Regions from separate parts of the Ovis aries genome. Here region 1 is linked to region 2. The links are chromatin contacts, called in public Hi-C maps. All regions are on one chromosome and are shown on one strand. Each heading gives the region's core, a stretch centred on a gene start, on an enhancer-like site or on the middle of the called end of the contact. The rest is flanking DNA. Distances are from core to core; before and after follow the strand shown.

The links. Hi-C and Micro-C count contacts between places; a contact is called where the count stands out from the background.
Region 1: a Hi-C map of tail adipose tissue shows a contact between it and region 2, with 6 times the contacts expected there. The contact joins two enhancer-like sites. A contact is called at or near these places in 7 of 16 Hi-C or Micro-C datasets (hypothalamus, liver, mixed tissues and 2 more).

What each region holds. Positions count from the first base shown.
Region 1 is chr20:13,826,511-13,831,240 of ARS-UI_Ramb_v3.0, reverse strand. It overlaps DAAM2 (dishevelled associated activator of morphogenesis 2), which reads right to left. Exons shown (of 25, transcript XM_060403169.1): 16 at 3,733-3,839; 17 at 2,490-2,574. Among named protein-coding and RNA genes, the nearest start is that of MOCS1, 50 kb to the left of the region's middle. Within about 2 kb of position 3,365, at least 15 of the 54 cell types and tissues checked have an H3K27ac peak or open chromatin away from gene starts, as enhancers often do. A contact at or near this core is called in hypothalamus, where this site is marked.
Region 2 is chr20:13,224,586-13,229,167 of ARS-UI_Ramb_v3.0, reverse strand. It overlaps KIF6 (kinesin family member 6), which reads left to right. Exons shown (of 21, transcript XM_060403167.1): 16 at 2,194-2,278; 17 at 3,439-3,574. Among named protein-coding and RNA genes, the nearest start is that of KCNK16, 31 kb to the right of the region's middle. Within about 2 kb of position 2,652, at least 3 of the 54 cell types and tissues checked have an H3K27ac peak or open chromatin away from gene starts, as enhancers often do. A contact at or near this core is called in hypothalamus, where this site is marked.

The DNA of each region.
Region 1 (4,730 bases), core at 2,116-4,615, 600 kb before region 2:
AAGACTGAGGGCAGAAGGAGAAGGGGGCAACAGAGGATGAGATGGTTGGATGGCATCACTGACTCAATGGACATGAGTTTGAACAAATTCCAGGAGACAGTGAAGAGCAAGGAAGACTGGCATGTTGCAGTCCATGGGTTTGCAAAGAGTCGAACACGACTTAGTAACTGAATAACAACAAATCCACTAATTGAACCATCCAGATTAAGATACAGAAGATTTTCATCCCCTGCAAAGTTCCCTTGTGTTACTTTAATAAGAAAGCCACCTCTTCCTCCAGTGTAGCCTCTCAACTGAACTCTATCACCTTAGATCAAATTTAGCTATTTTTTTTGGACATGCCACACAGCGTGTGGGATCTTAGTTCCCTTATCAGGGATTGAACCTGTTTCCCCCTGCAATGGAAGTGCAGAGTCTTAACCACCAGACCACCAGGGAAGTCCCATATTTGACTATTCTTGAACTTATTCTTGAACAAATGATGCTGTGTGCTCTTTCTGGGGTCTGGTTTCTTTAACAGAATATCTGAGACTCATTCACATTTAGGTATGAAAGTGAAAGTGGAGAGTGAAAAAGTTGGCTTAAAGCTCAACATTCAGAAAATGAAGATCATGGCATCTGGTCCCATCACTTCATGGGAAATAGATGGGGAAACAGTGGAAACAGTGTCAGACTTTATTTTGGGGGGCTCCAAAATCACTGCAGATGGTGACTGTAGCCATGAAAGACACTTACTCCTTGGAAGGAAAGTTATGACCAACCTAGATAGCATATTCAAAAGCAGAGACATTACGCTGCCAACAAAGGTCCGTCTAGTCAAGGCTATGGTTTTTCCAATGGTCACGTATGGATGTGAGAGTTGGACTGTGAAGAAGGCTGAGAGCTGAAGAATTGATGCGTTTGAACTGTGGTGTTGGAGAAGACTCTTGAGAGTCCCTTGGACTGCAAGGAGATCCAACCAGTACATTCTGAAGGAGATCAGCCCTGGGTGTTCTTTGGAAGGAATGATGCTAAAGCTGAAACTCCAGTACTTTGGCTACCTCATGCGAAGAGTTGACTCATTGGAAAAGACTCTGATGCTGGGAGGGATTGGGGGCAGGAGGAGAAGGGGACGACAGAGGATGAGATGGCTGGATGGCATCAGTGACTCAATGGATTGAGTCTGAGTGAACTCCGGGAGTTGGTGATGGACAGGGAGGCCTGGTGTGCTGCGATTTCATGGGGTCGCAAAGAGTTGGACACGACTGAGCAACTGAACTGAACTGAATTCATTTTTTATTCATTGATGAAAGTGAAAAGTGAAGGTGTTAGTTGCTCAGTTGTGTTTGACTCTTTGTTGACCCCATGGACTGTAGCCCACCAGGCTCCTCTGTCCATGGGATTTCCCAGGCAAGAATGCTGGAGTGGGTTGCATTCCCTTCTGCAGGGGATCTTCCTGACCCAGGGATTGAACCCAGGACTCCTGCATTGCCAGCAGATTCTTTACCATCTGAGCCTCCAGGAAAGCCCATTCATTGTTGAGCACTATTCTACTGTGGGAATATATCTCAATCTGTTCACTTTCCTATTGATGGACAGTTGGGGTGTTAACAGTTTGAGGGTTTTATAAATAGTTATGAATATTCCTATAGTCAGTATTTGTACCCAGTGGGATTGCTGGGAAATGGAATAGGTGTGTGTACTGCTAAACTGTTTTCCAGAATCGTTTCACCAAATGAGAGTTCCAGTTGCTTCGCATCCTTGCCAACAGCTCGCATTGTTGGCCTCTTCGGTTTTAGCTGTTTAAGCGGGTGGCTGGTTCGCCCTCACTGTGACTTTTTGTGTTTCTCTGATGGCTAATAGTACTGAACATCTTTTACCGTATTTCTCTGATGAGTGATGGTATTGAGCCATTTGGAGATTCTCTTTTATAAAGCACCTATTTGAATCTTTTGCTCATTTTTAGGTTGTCTGTCATTTTTCTCACTGATTTGTAAAGTCCTCTGCTCTGAATATGAGCTCTTTGTGCAAAGGTCTAAAGCTTGTCTTGCCTTTTCACTCTGGTAACAGTGCCTTTTGATCAACAGGGTTCTTAATTTCAAAGTCCAGCGAATGGTGGCTTTGCTTGGTAGTTTCTGGGTTTCTCTTGAAGGACATAGCAGACCCATGAGGAAGAGATGCGAATCCGTGTCTCCGGTGTCTCCTACGTTGCAGGCGGGCTCGTCACCTGCTGAGCCATCAGGGAAGCCCTCAGCAGCACGTGGCTGCGGCCACTGTCTTTGCCCTGAGACTCATGGGGGAATCACTCCTCATGTTTCCTTTCTAGGGGCCTCAAGCCCCTGAAAAGATGTAGTCTGTTCTGGTCTCCTCTCAGAGAGGTTGATCCAGGGAAGTTTCTATGAGCCTCTCCCTTGCTCCTCCAGCCTGACTTCTCCTTGACCTAAGAGTCTCAGCCTCCCTGGGGACTGTCGGGAAGGGATACGGCTGCCTCCTAGTTTCAGGGGCCTCACCTGCTCCAGCATGTCCTTAGCGAGGTCCTCCTGTTCGTCCATCTTCAAGATAGCTTGCCGGATCTCCTCATTGGACAGCTTCAACCTATGGCAAAACCCCACCCTGAGCAGCCTGGCCTGGCCCCTCTGCCCAGGACAGACCCCTGGCCTCCTCCTTCCAAAGCCAGAGCCGGGGCCTTCTCTCTCTCCTTTACCTTTGATAGCACTCCCTGCTCGGTAAAACCTTTGACACTAAACTCACCCGGTTCCCTCTATAACTTGAGCCTGAGATATTTTAGTCCCTAAACAGAGACGTGAGTACTCTGGTCTCTTGCTTGAGTCTCCATCCTCACTGATGGGGACGTTTGGGAGGAAGAGGGCCATCTTCAGTGTAGACTGAGACAGGGCAAAAAGTTCCGATCCTCCTTCTCATGCCCAAAATACCCGCAGCATCTCCATGGGAGGATGGGAATATGGGCAGACCATTAGGGCAGGCTCCTGCTTCCTTCAAGACAGAACAGCTGCCCCTTGGCTCCCACACAGCCGTTCCAACACTGGGAGAGGGAGACGCAATCCCCTGCACGCACTGCACGTGCACACACAGACACAGAGACACACATGTCCACACAGCCCCTCCGGATGCACACCCATCGGGAGCGGGCAAGCAGAAGTCTCCCTTGCCATCGATGGGGAGACACTGAGCCCTGGGGCCCTGTGGGAGGAAAGTGGGGATGCGTGTCCTAGGGCAGCACTAAAAATAGTAAGAGAGGCGGTGCCCTCTGACCCCAGCTCAGGCGGGAGGCCCCCGCACAGAAGCTAGGCTGTTAGCCCAGATACTGCCCTGTTTGTTCTGCAGCCGCGGGAAATGCTTGGGGGCTGACATCATGCTGCTCTGTGGCCTAAGCCAAGCGGGGCCCTCCGCAGGCTTAGAGCGATGCCACTGCCAGACGCCGACCAGGCAGGTCAGGGGCCTCATGCCTGGGGCAGTTTCCTGTCTGCAGAGTCTGCACCGCTGCTCCGCGGGGGCTCCCGGGAGAGGATGCTTGGATCAGGGGCGCCCTGCCATTCCCAGGGGATAGCTGGAGCTGGGGGGAGCCCAGAGGTCACCACCACCCCATCCGTCTGCCAGTCCCTCTCTCCCCAGGCACTCAGCTCCCTCATCTTCTTCTCTAGCCCCAGCCCAGGCCTCCACTCTCTGGGGGCGCATCCTTCCCACCCACAACCTTCCCTGGGGCAGGGCCACAGAGGCAGGGCGGGCACCTACTTGGAGAGAAGGATGACGCAGTTCTGTGCCCTCCGGCCATCAATAACAGACAGCTCTTTGACCTTGCGTGAGGCCAGGTGGATGTCCTCAGTGGAACCCAGCTCTTTCTGCAACCGACAAGCCAAGTGGCAAGGGTGAGGTGTGTGTTTCCCCCAGTCTTCTTCCTGCCCACCCCCAACCCCAGCCCATGAGCCACCCCAGTGCCAACCAGGGAATGCTCCTGGTGTGAGTGGAAGAAACAAAAGGAGAGAACAAGACTGGGGAGACAGGAGGGTGGTTAATAGCTGAGTAATTCGAGGCTCTGGGACTTTAGCCTGGGCTAGAAGGGGTTGGGGGCAATGAGAAGCCCCCTATTCAGACATTGCTTTCTCTGGGCAGGCTAGAGGGGGAGTTATTGATCCCTATAGCTGTGGGCAGTGGGATTTGACCCATGCCAGATCCCAGACAATCAACCCCCACTCCCCTCACCCTGCTCAGAGAGCCTCCTCTCGCCGATCTTATGGTGAGAAGCTGGCTCCAAGTCCCCAGAGGGCCATGGTTCCTGGACCCCTGAGGACTCTGGGTGCTTCCCAAGGTGCCCAGGGTGGAGAGTATCCACTAGTTCAGAGGGGAGGAAACTGAGGCACAATTCCTTGCAAAGTTCTCTCCTCTGGGATTCTAGCAGGCAATTCCCAAGAAATCAAAGACCGTCCTCTTGCCTTCTCTTGGGCCCTGATGAGGTACACAGGAGGCTCGCTCCTCCTCTGGGAGGTCCTTCCATGCACATGCTCCAGGGGCTGCCTCTCACATCACTGCCTGTGTGGACTGTGCCCCTGGAATTGTGCACTGCCCAACCGGTGCAGTCTTATAGGACGGCCTTGCCTTGGGCCTTGTGGGTAAGACAACGGACCCAGAAGCTTCCTCCTCACTTCTGCAGACGTTTACCTCCCTTATGGTGGGGGTCTGTTTGCATTAGCTCCTTTCCCTACATTTCCACTTTTTCTTTGGGGACCCAACCT
Region 2 (4,582 bases), core at 1,403-3,902:
AGGATGGGCGGTCTGGATCATTAGGGCCACTTAGATGCACCGGCTTGGGGGACAGCACAGACTTCCGCTGGGAGGTCTATGGTGTCTATGGAGTGAGACGCTTGCTCAGCCAGTTAACAAGTGACAGGTGACCCTTGAAACAAGGGAGAGAGAAACAGGTGCCCGGCAGATAAAGAAAAGAATCCCAATCCGCTTAGCATATTTGTCGGTGAGTTAGATAGCAACATAAAAAGCAACCAAAAGGAAAAGAATAGAGGCATGCCAGAATGAGGATCCCTCAGCAGGCTAAACCCCTGATAAATGGGAAATGTTGCATTTGGGATCCAAAGGACAGTCGCAGTGAAACAGAATGCATTTTGACAACCACTCATAAAAATAGGAACGTGTGTCAACCGACTGCAAAATTAACAGAAGACAGTGACGAGCTGCCATGACCATGACAAGGTCCACACTGCTGAAACACAAAAGCAGTGCTGGGTGTTGCCTGGTATTAAGCATTTAGCGCTTTAGAACCGGAGAAACTGGGTTCAAATCCCAGCTCTACCACTTGTTAGCTGAGTGACTTAGAGTTAGTTACTGATCTCCCTGAGCCTCAGACTCTTAACTTAAATGAGCTGGTAATGCCTCTCCTGCTGGGTTATTTTGAGAATTAGCAATCAGGTGAATAGAGCATCTAGCCCGGTGCCTAGTAGGACTTGGTAGGATCTGGAATATAGGAGACACTCAGTAATGGTCATTGCTTGTAATTCACCTCCCATAGAGATATTGAACATGAATTTTTCAAAGCTAGGAAAACTGTCCTCTACCCTGCCTCTCCTGGACCTGTCTGGAATATGATGTCCAGATGCAGACTCCATACTTACGATCAGTTAGAAGGTCACCATGTCACTGAGCCCTAAGATGAGGGACTTGGGCAGAGTCAGCCTGAGAATAAAGCTCCAGACAGATGTGACAGTTTGTTGTGGTGGTTGCTGTTAAAATATTTAAAGAATCTTCAGATTAAGGAGGACGTACTGTGATGCTCCAAAGGTCCAAAGTTGAGGTGAAAAGAAGTTAGTGCGGCAGGTCTCAGCTCCAATTAAGAGGAAACAGAAAGAAAGAAAAAAAAAGAGGAAACAGAGCTGCCCTCAATGAATTGTGTTCTCATGCAAAGCAGTGAGCCCAGTGCCTGGCAATACTGTGGCAGAAAGCAGTTGACCATCCTCAAAAACGTCATCGAAGCAATTTCTGATTCCAAAGCCTTTGCAACTAAACAAACCTGGATTTAGATCCAAGCTGCTCTGGTTAGCTGTGTGGCCTTGGGCAGGTTGACCTCTTTGAACCTCCATGCCCTTATCTGTAAAATGGGAGCAATTGTCTGATCCTGTCCATTAAGTACCTGGCCCATGGTAGAGTGTCCCCTCCAAGGAGCAGAAAGTAGGGCTGTGTGACTTCTAAGATGCCTTCTGAGTGAGACATGCCGTACAACCACCAAAAGCCTCCTGGGAGGATAGACAGATCCCAACAACCAGGCTATGGAAAGACAGGCTCCAGACAAGCCTGTAGCACCCAGAGTGGGCAACCTGGCAACCAGCAGCAGCGGCTGGCATGTCTGGGTAGCAGCCCTCACCTAGGACTTGCACAGGTCCTGTCACACTGCCCGCAGGACAGGGCATCTGAGCATGGGTCTCAGCCTCAAGTGCGTGTTGGGTTAATCAGGCTCAGAAGCAGTGTTTTAGGGGGAAGTCAAAAGTGGGGCACATGGTTTAAGGCTGGAGGATTCGGCACCTTAGGTGGTGCAAAGTGAGACGTGAGCCATTTTAGTGATGCCTTCATTGTTTACAAAGGGCTCTGTATCAAAAGAGGGGGGAATGCTCTTTTGCGTCTTCACTGATGACCCAAGAAGGAATGAGGGAAGCCCATGGGGAAAGGACTGATGGTGACATAAGGAAGAACTGCCTTCCAGTGACAGGCTTTGGACTGTGGATTTATGTCCAAAGCATGATCACGGAAGCCTCCTTGGGGGCCTTTCGGCCGAGCAGAGGCTGCCACCCAGAGGAGGCGGGTGAAGCAAGCTCCCATCCAGAGACCCTACGGGGACTCACAGGGTCTCCTCTCACCTTGGGAGGCACGATGACTCTATCATCTGCTCTAAACATCACACTTACCCTTTCTTCCTCTCTGGAGTGAGCTATCAGCATCTCCCTTCTCCAGGTATCTCAGAAAACACCCCCCTGCCCTCGATGCCAGACCAGCTGGAAGAGAAGCTGCGATCACAGCTGGAGGAAGAGAAAAGAAGGTGCCCTTTCCTTTCGCCGCACACACCTTGATCCCTGCCCCCCACCCCCACCACCACCCCTACCCCTAGAGGACCCTCAGGACCACCTGGAGCTGTGGGGCAGGGCAGGGGGCCACCACCCCCTACCCCGCCGACCCAGCCCTGCAGCCCCTCTGAGAAGTGGGTCTTAAATTAGCTGGAGGAGGCGCCACCTTTCCGCAGGCAGTCGTGAGGTGCAGGAAGCCAGCCGTGGCAGGGTGAGGCTGGAGTGGGGAATAGAAGACCCAGCCAGGCTCCAGAGCCAGGATCCCTGACTCGGGCAGGGAGAGCTGGTCGCCATCTGCGCCATGCAGCCTCTGCAGCCTGGGGCCCGGGCTGCAGCCCCGGAAGTAGCTAGTCTTGTCTGCTGCTGCCCTCTAGGGGAGCCCGGGAGTATGACCGTAGAGGGCCTCAGCCTCGCTCCTCTCCTGAGCCTCGGTACCTGCAGGGTGACGGAGAACATCAGACCCTCCTGCAGCCACTGAGGGCCCCAGAATGATTTAACCTGCAGAGCGGGGAGCCTCAAGCATAAACAGTCCTGTGGTCCTTACTGATCAAGCATCTCGGTTCATTTCTTCATTTAGGCATTCAGCAGAGAGGTTGGCTATCTTCTCTGCCCTGGAGAGATTTGCTTGCGGGAAACCAAACAAGAAACTTTTCTTGCTCACAGAGGGCAATGATGTCATTGCTACCCAAGCCACCTACCCCTGAGCTGGCTAGGCATGTACCCCAAGTGGACCCTCTCACCCTACCCTTATCCCCGGATGACCTGGGTTCAAACCCTGGCCCCTGTGTTTATTAGCTCTGTGCTAAGGGCCAAGTTCCTTAACCTCTCCATGTTTCAGGTTCCAGACCCGTGAAGGGGAGATGGTTATAATAGCACCTTCATCCTAGCGTGGTGAAGAGGATTGAATGAGTCTGTAGACAGCAAGTGGCTATGGCAACGCCTGCCCCTCAGTGCCCAGTAATGATAGCCAGCCTTCTAGGGGAGCCCATGGCCCTCTGGACAGAAATGCCCGGCTCTGGGCTCACACACCAGCACAGTGTGCTGGCCTCAGGCACCACGGCCATTCTGCCGGGCTTCTGAGGCTCGCCCTGGTCTCGAACCCTCCCTCCCTCCCCCTTCTCTGATTCCACTGTAGATATAAAACGATGTTCGCGCGCCTGAAGGCCCTGAAGGTGGAGATAGAGCATTTGCAGCTGCTCATGGACAAAGCGAAGGTGAAGCTGCAGAAAGAGTTTGAAGCCTGGTGGGCCAAGGAGGCAACCAGCCTGCAGGTACTGGCCGCTGTGCCCCCTCACTGCCCCAGAGTCCGCCCTCCTCTTGCAGCCTGGGGACTGGCAGGCAGCCAGGGAGGGGCTGAACATGCAGCCCTCCCCTGGGGGGTGGCGTGCAGAGGGAAAAGAATGAGGGGCCTTGACCCACACCAAACGCACTCTCAGCCCCTGCCTCCTGAAGTGAGTGCTCAGTAGTAACAAGGGACGTGAGTGGTCCGGGTCTCACTGACCCAGGGAAGGGTGGGGGTGGGGGTGGGGGTGTGCACAGCTCCCCAAAAGCTGGGGGATTTGCCACCGTCGCTTCCTGTGATGGAGTGACAACACTTGATTGTTCCTTATTACAGTTATAATATATATATTTTATATATGTTATAGACACAGACGCAAGGTAAAATTACCATAATCCCACCACTTAAGGATAATCGATATAACATGTTGGCTTATATTATTTTATATTTTTATGCATATACATCCACATGCTTTTATAAAGATAGAATCATATTAGTCTTTTTTTAAGAAAGAAATCTTCCTTCTTTTTAAATATGAATGTATTTATTTGGCTGTGCCGGGTCTTAATTGCAACCCGAGGGGTCTTGGCTGCTGCACACGGACTCTCTAGTTGTGCTGCACAGGTTCAGTAGCTATAGCGCATGGGTTTAGTTTCTCCACGGCACATGGGATCTTAGTTCCCTGGCCAGGGATTGAACCCGTGTACCCTGCACTGCAAGGCGAATTCTTAACCACTGGACCACCAGGGAAATGCCCATATTAGTCTCGGAGTATTACAGATGCCTTTGTTTCTACCTACTTGTCCAGCCTGCCACCTCTTCCATGTTATTATTCCATGACATCATTCCAAGGCCCTCGCTGTTCAAGCATATGGATCTGTTTTAATATATTTAATCTCCTGTTGTTTAATGTTTAGGTTGTTTGGGGACTGGTTCCCTGGAAACGTATTTGAAGAAACGTTTTTGCATATTTCCTAGACAAATTCCTAGAAGTACTCTA